Regions from separate parts of the Mus musculus genome. Here region 1 is linked to region 2. The links are chromatin contacts, called in public promoter capture Hi-C maps. All regions are on one chromosome and are shown on one strand. Each heading gives the region's core, a stretch centred on a gene start, on an enhancer-like site or on the middle of the called end of the contact. The rest is flanking DNA. Distances are from core to core; before and after follow the strand shown.

Region 1 (6,360 bases), core at 498-2,997, 560 kb after region 2:
GAGTGTGTTACCCCTAACCCCAAATCTGCTCTGTCCTCAGAAAGCCTGGTGGGGGGGGGGGGCTGAGTCCCTTGAAAATATTTAACAGCTACATAATATGATCTTGCTATATGTAGCCCAGGCTAGCACAGAACCCACTCTTTAGCTTAACCCAGTCTAGAATTTGTAATCCTTCTGCCTCTACCTCCTAAATAATTAGAGGTGAATTATATACTTTAACACAGTATGTACTTTGTTGTGTATATTTCCAACAACAACAACAACAAAAAAAAAAAAAAACCTTTTAAATAGAGCCTAGGTGAGCATGATAGCCCACACCTATAATCCCAGTTCTTGAGAGGCTAAAGCAGAAAAAGTTTGAGTTCAAAGCCACCCTGAGCTACCCAGTAATACTAGTTTCAAAAAAATTAATGAGCTAAAATGTAAAAAGAAGCTTAAAATATACTTATTTGACAGTCCACAAGAGGCAACACCAATCAGAATGAACATGGGCTATGGAACTGGTATTCTAACTGCTGGGTTTGGGGGGCACTTTGGAGATCCCAGAGACTAGGCTAGGACCTATGTCGTGGGAGAAGAACAGTCAGGGGATGTGGACGGGGCTGTTTGGCACCCCGGGGGTGGCGGTCACCAGCAGAAATTACCAGCTGAATGGCAGCCATACATGGGAGTTGTTTCTGGCCCATTAAACAAACACTGCAGTGGACCACCTCTGTGCTCAGCTCACCCGCAAGCTTCTAGCTAACCTGCCCCTCACTTCCATCCTTGCTGGGATAGCTAGCTTATTGAGGCAATGGGCGGGGTGGGGAGGCCGGAAACCCCTTACTTTGCCAATCCATGGCTTACTGCCCTGAGCTTCTCTGACCCAATCGTGACCACCACCCCTCCAGGGTAAGGAGAAGGTAGCTAAGGCCCTTGCGTTTCGGTTACTTGCCTCGTGGCCCGGACAAAATACTTGATGAAAGCTACTTAAATAAGGAAGGTTTTTTATTGGGACCCACAGTTAGGGAGTACAGTCTACTGCCCATCATGGTGAGGAGGGCGTGGCAGCAGAAACCTGAACCAGATGGTCACATATGCAGCTTCGGTTTGTGAGCAGAGAGAGAGAGAGGAATGCTGGTACCCAGCTTGAATTCTCCTTTTATACAGTCAAGAACTATAAAATAATACCACCCATTTTTTAGACTGGGCTTAACTACCCTCACTAACTCAGTCTAGAGACTCCCTCATGGACACACCCCAAATTTTGTCTCCTAGATGACTCAAGGTTTTATCAAGTTGATAGTCATATATTCTGGGGTGCTCCCAATGAAGGTTATCTAGGGAGCACTCCCCCAGTTCTAGGGAGTACTCTCAAGGCTCCCCAGAGGGTCCTCAGCAGCCAAGCTCCAGCTGCCCAAGGCTGAAATCAGCCCATTCACACATGATGGTAGTTTGGTCCTATTTCACTCTTTCTAGTCCCTCGGCCCATTCCCCTGAGCTTAGCTCACAAAACAGCTCCCTACCCACAAGCCCCTGCACCATACTTCCTTGTGAATGGAGCACAGAAGCCCTACCCACAAGCCCTTGCTTCCTGGTGGGTGGAGCCAGAAGCCTCTCAGAGGGGCCACAGCTCACTGTCCTCTGCTTCTGCAGAAATATGTACAGGACGTGCTGCAGGAACAGCTGGCCGAGTCTGTGTACCGCGCCCTGAAGGAGCAAGGAGGCCATATTTATGTCTGCGGGGACGTTACCATGGCCGCTGATGTCCTCAAAGCCATCCAGCGCATAATGACCCAGCAGGGGAAACTCTCGGAGGAGGATGCTGGTGTGTTCATCAGCAGGCTGAGGGTGAGTGACAGCTGGCAACCAGCGTCCAGAAGTTTCCTCTCTTCCAACCTGTACCGTAACTCGGGGAGTCCATCTGACCTTATAACTGGGGTTGCACCTAGCCTCGATCCGGAGACAGAGACAGACAGGAAGGCAGGCATGCAGGTACACACAGTCAATATAGTTATAGGTTCTAGTATGAAAATGACACTGGGCCTGTGGGGAGTTTTATGGATGCAATCCTAGCTCAGTGCTTCCTGCACCCCTGAGCAAATGATTTCATATGGTTGGCACTTCATGAAAAGGCTCACCCACCACGTTGTGGTGCACATCTTTAATCCCAGCTCTCTGGAGGCAGAGGCAGGTGGATCACTGTTGAATTCAAGGCCAGCCTGGTCTACAGAGTGGGCTTCAAGACAACGCAATGAAACAGAGAAACCCTGTCTTGCCCCCCCCCAAAAAATACAAAAACAAAACAAACAAACAAAAAAACAAAACAAAACAAGTCTCATCCAAAGAGGGCAGGTGGAACTGAACTGAATACCGCTATGCTTGCTCTCTAAACAGTGCACCTGATGTGGGGTGTGACTGCCCTGAAGGAAAGGCCTTTTCTTACTCTGCTCAAAGGCTAGTAGGTTAGCAGCCGTGATAGTTTCCCTAACAGTGTCCTAACTGTTGTGACAGATCACCTCCCCCAATAGAAACTGAATCCCAGAGGCAGTCCCATCCCACTGTGATTTCTTAAATGAACAATGATCAATGTTCATTGGGGGAGGGGCATGAATATGTCGTGGTGCACCTGTGGAAGTCAGGGGACACCTGGCAGAGTGTTCTCTTCTATCGTGTGGGTCCTAGGGATCTAACTCATGTCATCAGGCTTGGTGGCAAGCCCCTTCACCAGCTGAGCCATCTCAGTGACCCCAGTTAGTAGGCAAACATTTTTCTAGACACTCTTCTCTAAGCCCAGTGAGGGAAAAGAGATTTCTGCTAGAAGTTGGCAGGGGGCTGTAGAGAGGGCTCGGCAGGAAAGGTACTCGCGGTGCAAGCATGAAGACCAGAGTTCAAATCCCCAGCATTTACATAAATGCCAGATGGGCATGACAGCTTGCCTGTGCTCCTGGCACACAGAGGCAGAGGCAGGGCTTGCCCAGAGCAAGCTGACCAGTGAGATTAGCTGAATCATGAGCTCTGGGCTCAGGTGAGAGACCCTGCCTCAGTACATAAAATGAAGAGATCAAAAGACACCCAGTGTCATCTTCTGGCCTCTATAATGCGCGTGTGTGTGTGTGTGTGTGTGCGCGCGCGCACACACACACACACACACACACACACACACACACACGTGTACGGACATGGATACAAACACATTCACAGAAGGGGAGGAAAAAGACACGCCAGGTGAGGAGGGATGCTGTGTGGCCTGCCACACCCTTGGTGTCTTTGACAGATGTGGACCTTGCTGCAGGAACCAGGCACTAGAACTGAATACATTGGGTGCCTGGATACAGAGCAGGGTACTAGAACTGAGTATCCCATTGGCACTACTAGCCAAGCCAAGCTCCTGGCCACTACCCTCCCTGGGAATATGATGACTCTCTCCTCCCAACCACCAAACGTCACTCTTAAATAATAATATTCTTCCCCCCCCCCTTCCCTTTCTCCCTCTTGCTCTGGCCCCCGCTTGCTCCAGGACCAAATAATAATATTCTTAACTGACCAACCCACCCCTCACTTTTGCCAAGGGGCCTCCCATCACTTCTGAATCTGCCCCACCACTGCCCCCCGCCCCCCCGCCCCCCCCCCCGCCCCATGCTGGAGACAAAACCGAGTGTCTTGTGCACGCTGAGGAAGTAATGTACCACAGACTAGATCCCCAGCCCCACAGTCACCTTCCTTTTCTCTCCATCTGCTGGTACCAGTCAGCTGGAATATTTCCTACTTAATTCGGGCTTGCTGGTGTAAAGGTCTGAAAATCGCTGAAGGGAGACCCCCCAGACTTAGCATGCATGCAGAGGCAGAGAGCGTTTTATTCTGTAGAAATAACCAGTGGGGGGGGGGGGTCAACCATTTTTCAAAATGGCGACCCTAGTCAAAGGCACACCGGCCTTCTTACAGGGAACTGGGGGAACTCTCTAGAAGTTCTAGAAGATTAGGTAATCTCTACCGTGATTGGCAGGGGCCAAAGCAGTGACATTAGTAGAACTTTGGCTACTATGTTAGTCCCTCTGTATTTAGAAAGTGGGTTAGGTAATCGAAAATTTTATTGGTGGGTGCTGGGGAGGTCACAGGGGTCGGCTTCTGATTAGCCAGGTGGTCAGTGGTTCGAATTCCTATGTCAGGAGGAGATAGGGCTGTCCAGCACAGGTGGCCAATCCTGAGATAAGATATCTTCCCATTCTTGTGGTTACCCCCAGGCTGTTCTTGGGGAGGGGGTTTTATGACCTTCCTTCTGGATTTTATGGTCTGTTCCCAGAGCAGCTGGCGTCTTATGGCCTGGTTCCTGGGACTTAGGGTCTGTTCCTGGAGCTGATGCCTTAAGGCCGCCTTTTCCAAAACAAGCCTGGTCCTTACATGGAGATAAAGGGAGTTTATGTTGTCCCTTTTTTTTTTTTTTTTTTTTTTTTTTTTTTTTTTGCAGGGATCCGAACTTTTCAGGGGTGAGTTGGAAAGAGGAGAGACAGAATTAAAGCTCCTTTTGGGCCTCCTTGATCCTTCTATGCTCAGAATCCTCAAGGCAGCCACCCTTTTTCCAAATACTCACCCCATAGATTCTTTGTCACCTAGGCACAAAAGGGTGGAGCACTGTTCACCACAGCCTTAGTGACCACAGGTACCCCAGGACCTTGAGCTTAGCCTTTGTCTTGTCTAGGTGTGTGCTCTCCCGTGTATCCCATGTCTGTCCCTCTCCAAGCCCTTCCCTGCCATCTGATCCATGCCCTGGCTGTTTCTGCCCATAGGATGACAACCGGTACCACGAGGACATCTTTGGGGTCACCCTCAGAACATATGAAGTGACCAACCGCCTTAGATCTGAGTCCATCGCCTTCATTGAAGAGAGCAAAAAAGACACAGATGAGTAAGTCACATCCAGGTCTGGGGGAGGGGCTACAGCTGGTGGGCAGGAATCCCCAGACCAAAATGGCGATGGGTGGGAGTGTCCCAGACCAAAATGTGTGGCTGCGATCCTGCTGCTACCTGGGCAGAAGGTTGCCCATTTGAGGCCAGCTGGAGCTACGCATGGAGATCTCCTCTCAATAAAACAAAAGAAAGGGGTGCACGTGCCCAGGTGTCTCCAGTCCTGTGAGCCATTCGGGACTCCAAGGATCCAGATGGTGGTAGTCCCTGCTCTGGACACCTTGTGGGAGGTTGGTTTCTGCCTACAAACACTGTAACTCTTGATGCTCCCCCTACCCCTACCCCTAATCCAAAAGTCACAGGGGACATTCTCATGGATGCAATTAAAACAGATAGTATCTTGACAGTTTGACTCAGCCTTTAGGAATTGCAGGAAGCAGCCTGAAGCAGTGGTGTAGAGTCTCATTCTTTAAACCTTCCCTACCGGGGTGCAGCAAGAAAACCAGTGTGTTAATGCCCACCCCCATCCCCCACCCCTCCCCACCCCCACCCCCACCCCCACCCTTCCCCTTCAAGCAGGTGGGACTCGATTCTCGCTTTCCCAGTGAGAGTGGCTGTTACCGTCTCCACTCTATCCATTTAAGCTTACATTATTGCTGCGCCGTGTGCATCCACGGGTGTGCATGTGTGTGCTTGGAGCCTGGAGAGTTAGGGGCAGTTGTGAACCGCCTCACCTAGGTGCTAGGAACCGAACTCAGATTCTCTGGAAGAGCAGCAAGTACTGGTCTGAACTTGCTTTACTTCCTGTCTCCCAAGTGTTAGGATCACAGATGCACCCCACTGTCACACCCTGACCCCCGAAGAAAGCTAAGGAACCTGGTTTCCACGCCACTAACACCTTCTCTTGTCCAGCAGGGTTTTCAGCTCCTAACTGGATCCTCCCGCCCCATGGGATATGGGGTGGCTGCCCTGAGTGCCCACGCGAGGGCGGCCGCAAGTTGACTAAACGGGGACACACACGGCTGAACCTTCCCCACGGGACCCCGAGTGGCCCCACCCTGCCTCTTGTCCTGTTGCTATGTCCTGGTCCTTCTTCCCGCTCTGGGCTTCTCTCAACCCCAACCCTGGGTTTTCTCCTAGACTCTTGGGCTGCGATGCATCACCCTTGTTACCCTGCAGTGGCTCTTACAAAACCACTTCCTCCCCACCCGCTTGCTGCCAAGGGGCGGGTTGCGGTGCATGAAACCGCTGGGTCCTGGCTGTCACTCCTGTTGGGGGTCTGAAGGTGGCTGGCACTGGGCCTCAGGTCACCCTGAGCCAGTCCCGTGGCCACTTCAGCCCTTTTCCATCCTCTTTTTATGACGGTGTGTGTGAGAGAGTGGTGGGGCGGGGTGAGAAATTCTCTGTCCTTTTGTCTACACATGCGTGCTGACCTTACCTGTGAGTCCACTGCCTTCGTGAAGGATGCTCCGAGCC
Region 2 (6,299 bases), core at 986-3,485:
TGTCTTTCCTGTCCCTGGAGGGCCATAGAGAAGTAGGTGTGGCAGGCGGTCTTCACTGATGAACTTCTGAACTGAGGGACAGGAAGGGGTGACATGTGTCAGTCTCTGGGTCCTACACAATCACCTTAGGACCTGGTTATGCTAAATCCAGATATGCTTCAGTTTTTCAGTGTCCTAGTCGGAGTAGACAGGGAGGGGAAGTCCTGAAGTCACACCACAGTTTGTCTGTCTGTCTATCTGTCTTCCACACTAGCTATCTTGGGAGGGTCTATTAAGTTGAGAGCAGAAGTTCTCAACCTGTCTCGACACTTTTAGGAGCTACATATCGCACACATACCCTGCCTATCAGACATTTATTTACATTATAATTTGTAACAGTACCAAATTCCATTTATTAAGTAGCAATGAAATAATTTTATGGTGGGGGGGGGTGGTCACCACAACATGGGGAACTGTATTAAAAGGGCCACATCTTTAGGAAGGTTGAGAGCCACTGGTTTAGAGGCACAGCCTCATTGGAGGAGTCAGGTCACCAAACTCGTGCCTTTGAGGGTCATACTGCTTGCTCCCCCACCCCTTTAGCTCTCTACTTCCTGTCCACTTTGGAGCAGAGTGCTCCCACTGCCACGAAGTTGTGCTCACCAAGGGTCTAGAGTCAACAGAGCCAAGCACTGTGAACCAAAACCTCTTCAAAATCAACCATCCCTCTTCTGTGTTGTCTTCTTGGGACATGGGGGGATTGGGAAGGTGCCTCAGTTAAGCCGGGTGCTCTTGCAGAGGATCTGGGTTTGGTTCCTAGCACCTACATAGCAGCTCACAACTGCCTACAGGATCCAGGGTCCTCTTCTGGCCTCTGGAGGAGCCAGGCACACAAGGTGCACACACTTTCATGTGTAAACAAAACACCTAAACAGTAAAACCAAACAGATCTTGAGACAGTTTGGTACACTATGGAGAAGGCGACACATGGCCGGTTCTATAAAGGCTCAGAGCATCCTCTAAGGGTCACCCAGCAGAGACATCGTCATCACGAAATGGACCCAACCCTCCACAAGGACAGCAGCAACAGACAGATACTTACTGGTACTCAGAATGTCCTGGTGAGAAATGAGATCGGCCAGGGTCTGTGGCCGGTACTTCTCAACCCTGAAATAGGATTCACCGTTAAGTTACAATCTATATACTCAAGCCATGTTCTGTTACATGCAAAGAAGCCCCTTCACATCCTAAGCAGCAGAGGAAGAGAAACCCTTCGCGTCTGAACAGAGCACTGGCTCTCACAACCAGGAGTTGTTCTGTCCCCCCAGGGGACATCGGTCAGGCCAGTTATCTGTATTAACTGTGCAATGGGTGTTAGCAGCATCTGTTGAGTAGGAGTCAGGAGGTTGCTAACATCCTCCAGTGGGCAGGACAGCTCCCCCTTGCCCCTCACCAACAGCGCTGAGACTGCGCAAACGGAACTCATACTCAAATACCTATAAGCAAGAGAACGGGCAATCCACTTATGATGTGGCTTTCAAGAGGGAATCGAGTGCTGAACCATGCTACAGAACAGAAAACCCTTGAGTTCGAGAAGCCAGACTCAAAAGGCCACACGGTCTGTGACTCCAGTCCTGAGAATTTAAATACCGTGTGGCCTGAGACAAGTCTTCCTCCTCAGGATAGACCAGAAGAAAAGAAAATGAAAGCATGGCTAGGCTTGCTTCATTTAAAACACCGCTAAGGTGCTGTAGGGCCATTCAGAATGCAGGCGCTGGGGCCCTGGGTGGAAGATCAGGTCCCTGCAAGTTGTCCTCTGACCTCCACCAGGGTGCGCTGCTACGGTCCCTCCCCCGCAAATAAAGAGGGGATAGAGTGCAAGCGCTGAATTCGGACACGAGTTCGAATCCAACCAAGCCTACCCACTCCTCCGTCCTCGGAACCTTTCTAAAGAAACCCAGGATCAATTTATTAGGGTCATCGGAGCGCAGAGGCGATGCTCGAGGACCCCGAGGATGGCTAAGCTGAGCTCAGAGCCCGTTCAGGTATGGAAGCGGAGGAGCGGCTGCGGCGCCAAGGCCGGGAGCGGGGAAGGATCTGCAAAGCTCCTAGGAGGAAGAGCGGGAAGCGGGATGTGGGGCCGCTCCTACCAGGGCAGGTTCCGGGCCCGGGCCGCCGCGGGCCGCTGCTGCGAAGGCGCGGCCGCCGTCATGACTGACAGATGCTGCGGGTCCCTGCCACTGACCCGCCGCACTCGGAGTCCGCGCGCAAACCAACCCTCGCGAGGCTTCGCCTCCGGCTTCCGGCTTCCGTCCCCCGGCCCGCCTCCTCCCCGTTGCTAAGGTGCTGGTTGCTAGGTAACCCTAGGCGCCGGCCTGCAGCGGAGTTACCGCCTGAGTCGGCTGTCTCAGCCTCCTCGCACGAGGTCCAGGGTGACCGCGCGCTGAAGCCAGAGCCACCGCGGGCCTCACCAGGGCCCGATCCTGTCAGTGCAGGGGCAAGCCGCAAGGAGCAGCAAGGTGTGTGGTCAGTGCAACCTCGGTTCCATAACCAGCAACACACACACAGAGACACACGTACATATACAGGTATGCACACAGTTACAAATATACATATACATACATCCCCATTCACATACATATAAACAGATATACGCCTGCACTCACATACACATACAGATACATACACACAAGTATACACAAATACACAGTTAATACGCATACATACATACATACATGCATACATATATACTCACATATACATGTATATCACACACATATATATACACACAGAACATACACATTCAATCATATATACACATAAATACAGTTACATATATACACATACATGCATACATATATTCATATAAATACATACAAACATTTGTGTTTTATACACACAAATGCATTTTCTCCTACAGTAAGAGGATTACAGACCAATTTTATTTATTTATTTGTTTGTTTGTTTATTTATTTATTTGATTAGTTTTGAGACAGGGTTTCTCTCTGTATCTTTGGCTATCCTGAAGCTCACTCTGTAGGCCAGGTTAGCCTCAAACCCAGAGATCCACCTGCCTCTACCTCCCAAGTGCAGGGATTAATTAAATGTGAGCTTCACCGTTTGCCTGGTGACCAATTTTATTTTCATCTTTAGCTTTTACTTTGAGCCAGGTATGCCTTTAATTCGAGTACTTGGGAGGCAGAAGCAGATGGATCTCTGTGAGTTCAAGGTCTACAGAGTGGCCTCTAGGACAGCTAGGGCTACATAGTGAGACCCTGTCTTAAAAACTCGAAAGAAAACTAACTTTAATTAATTTGTGTGTGCCTCGCTGCACATGTGGAGGCCATGTGCATCAATTTTCAAGAGTTGGTCTTCTTTCTTATGCAGACGTCCTGGGAATCGAACTTAGCTGTCAAGCTTGGCCGTTTGAATCGCAAGATCATCCTTGACTGCATATCCAGCTCATGGCCAGCCTGGTGGTGTACTTAACTACCTTTGGAGTCAAGCAGCTGCCATCTGGGGGAGTTCAGCTGTGTCCACTTACAAAAGAATTACCTTAGCTGGACTTTTTGACCGTTTACATCCCCTCACGGAAGACCCTCACCTGAGTATCCACTGGCTCCCTATAATTTATTGTGTGCAACTCTGCCTTAATTGCACATGGCTTGCCTGGAGGGCAGGGGTGGGGGGAGGAGACTAGAGTACTCAGATTAAGAAAGACTAGGAGAGAGGTCTTTATCTAAGCAGCTATGGGAAAACCCTTACCCTGTTGGCCAAATCTTTTTTTTTTTTTTTTTCTCTAGGCTGGCCTCGAACTCAGAGATCTGCCTGCCTCTGCCTCCCAAGTGCTGGGATCAAAGGCGTGTGCCACCACTGCCCAGCTGCTGTCCACTGGCCAAATCTTTTCTGGTACCATCCCATCTCTGGAGGAAGGAGAACCCACTCTCCTGTAGGTACTCCTCACCTATGCTCTGTAAGGAAGCCCAATAAATTCATTGGTTCCCCCAAATGAAGTATGGCAGTAGACTCATGCCCCGGTTTGTCACTGGAATCTTAGGTGGAGGGGTAGACATCATTTATGCCCCCTCCCATGGAATGCTATCAGCACACAAGGGATTTTTATCAACACTGCAATAAAGGAGACCCTGTCTCAATCAAAACAGAACACATCACAGAAGAAGGAGATCAGATGGCACTCCAAGGATGACAGTACCCCGCCTCTCTGCTTCCTCTGTAGGCCAACTTGAGTGAATACTGGTTCTTTAGATCACTAACATGCCATGCTCCTGACTTGGCTCAGGGGTGATTTTGATGATAACTTCTCTCTGTGGCAAGCACAGGATACAGTGCCACAGTGCACTACACTGATAACAGGGATGGCTGTGAGGGATCAACACAGCCACATAGCTAACACATTGGGGACATGCCACACTCCCTCCCTCCTGCCACTCTCTGCTCACCTTTTCTTTCTCTCATATATATATATTTTTTCCATCTCAAACAAAACTTTGGGCTGGAGAGATGGCTCAGAGCATAAGAGCACTGTCTGCTGTTCCAGAGGCCCTGAGTTCAATTCCCAGCAACCACATGGTGGCTCACAACCATCTGGAATAGGAGCTGGTGCCCCCTTCTGACATGTAGGTATACATGCAGGCGGAACACTGTACACATAATAAATAAATCTTTTTAAAAAAGAAAGAAAGGGTTGGTGTGGTGGTTTCCATGAGAGTGGCCCCCACAGGCTCATCTACTTGAATACTTTGTCCCCAGTTGGTAGAACTGTTTGAAAAGGATTAGGAGGCTTGGCTGTCTTGGTTACTTTTCTATTGCTAAGAAGAAAAACCATGCCAAGTCAACTAGCATAAGAAAGCATTTAGCCATTTAGTGGGGTTGGGGATTTAGCTCAATGGTAGAGCGCTTGCCTAGCAAGCACAAGGCCCTGGGTTCAGTCCTCAGGTCTGGAAAAAAAAAAAGAAAGAAAGCATTTAGCTTGATTACAGTTGCAGAGGGTGACTCCATGGCTGTCACAGTTGGGAGCAAGGCAGCGGGCAGACACAACACTGGAGCAGCAGCTGAGACTTTGCATTTGAGACACCAACCATAAGTGGGGGTTGGGGAGAGCAAACGACCTGGAAATGGATTCTGGGAGCTTTTGCAATCTCAAAGACCATGTCTGTAAGACTCCACTGAACCTTAGCCACCAGGGACCCTAACCACGTGGAGCCAGGGATCGATGCAAAAGCAAGAGGAGTTTATTGTTCCATCCTGCACCCGAAGGAGAGGTGGTACCCCCAGGCAGCCTGTTTGGTGAGTTTTTATACAGTTTCCAAGGGCAGAATAGAGCATCAGCAACTAGACACAATGTGATTGGCAAAGCAGTGTGACTTTTTTTTTTTTTCTTTTTTCGAGAGAGGGTTTCTCTGTGTAGCCCTGGCTGTCCTGGAACTCACTTTGTAGACCAGGCGGGCCTCGAACTCAGAAATCCACCTGCCTCTGCCTCCCAAGTGCTGTAATTAAAGGCATGTGCCACCACACCCCAATGCAGTGTGACTTTTAAACTGGTCCTTAGGGACCACCTAGGTAGCAAATGCTTCCCTTATCTGCAGGTGGCCAATAGTTCCATTCCCCCTGTGGTCTTTCTGAGGAATATAAAGAGCCTCTCCCCTCCAGAGGAGATCCTGAGCTGATCTCTTCAAGTCCAGTGACACACCTCCACCAACATGGCCACACTGAAGTGGAAACTTGTAGTTTCTTTGGAAAGTTAGCTATATCAAATGATGTTTTGTTGGGGCTCATAGGTAAAAGGATGTCTTGCTAAAGCAGACACATGAACAAATGCTTTCCTGAAGTAGACCCAGGTGAAAGAATGTTTTGCTGGGGCAGACATGGTTGAAAGGGTGTTTGGATATAACAGACTCAAGAAAGGACCTGTGATGAAGGAGTATATATGACCCCACAGACAGTGGGAGAGGAGCACTGAATGTTGGTTTGGTTTGCTCCGCCTCGCTATTTATTCTTCACTAAGGACACGCATGTATTGGTTTGCCTTACATACCATTGTTGAGCTCAACTTGTGGTAATGCCGCCATTGAGAGAAACTCGCCAAAGAACTGTTCGTGAGGTTCCAGAGTTAGCTTGCTGCTTCTGCTGCCTTGCCTCAGGCCAGTTGGTGAACCTTTCTGTTTCCTCAGAATTGAACTATAGCTCCTGGTTTGTGCCTGGTATCTGCCTGCAGAAGGACTGGACTATAACTGCTGGTTCCTGCCTGGTGTTGAAAGAAAATGAAATGTAAGACCAGTGATCCATGCAACTCATGGCAA

Evidence for each region. Promoter capture Hi-C pulls out the DNA fragments that hold promoters and counts their contacts.
Region 1: a contact with region 2 is called in a promoter capture Hi-C map of pre-B cells, with 2.6 times the contacts expected there. The contact joins the enhancer-like site here to the promoter of Rfc5 in region 2. A contact is called at or near these places in 7 of 39 promoter capture datasets (the 3T3-L1 cell line, the C10 cell line, cranial neural crest and 3 more), 4 of 484 Hi-C or Micro-C datasets (the HPC-7 cell line, cerebellum, cortical neurons and 1 more) and 5 of 115 datasets of contacts at active chromatin or transcription factors (differentiating embryonic stem cells, embryonic forebrain, embryonic hindbrain and 2 more).

What each region holds. Positions count from the first base shown.
Region 1 is chr5:117,947,999-117,954,358 of GRCm38.p6, forward strand. Nos1 (nitric oxide synthase 1, neuronal) reads left to right here. Exons shown (of 28, transcript NM_008712.3): 26 at 1,636-1,830; 27 at 4,767-4,885; 28 at 5,800-6,360. The coding sequence ends at 5,815. Among named protein-coding and RNA genes, the nearest start is that of Gm26995, 12 kb to the left of the region's middle. Within about 2 kb of position 1,748, at least 12 of the 459 cell types and tissues checked have an H3K27ac peak or open chromatin away from gene starts, as enhancers often do. A contact at or near this core is called in pre-B cells, where this site is marked.
Region 2 is chr5:117,386,788-117,393,086 of GRCm38.p6, forward strand. Rfc5 (replication factor C (activator 1) 5) reads right to left here and starts at 2,236. Exons shown (of 11, transcript NM_028128.1): 1 at 2,130-2,236; 2 at 1,082-1,146; 3 at 1-71. The coding sequence starts at 2,191. Gm15728 (predicted gene 15728) reads left to right here and starts at 2,335. Exons shown (of 2, transcript NR_166496.1): 1 at 2,335-2,498; 2 at 3,367-4,673.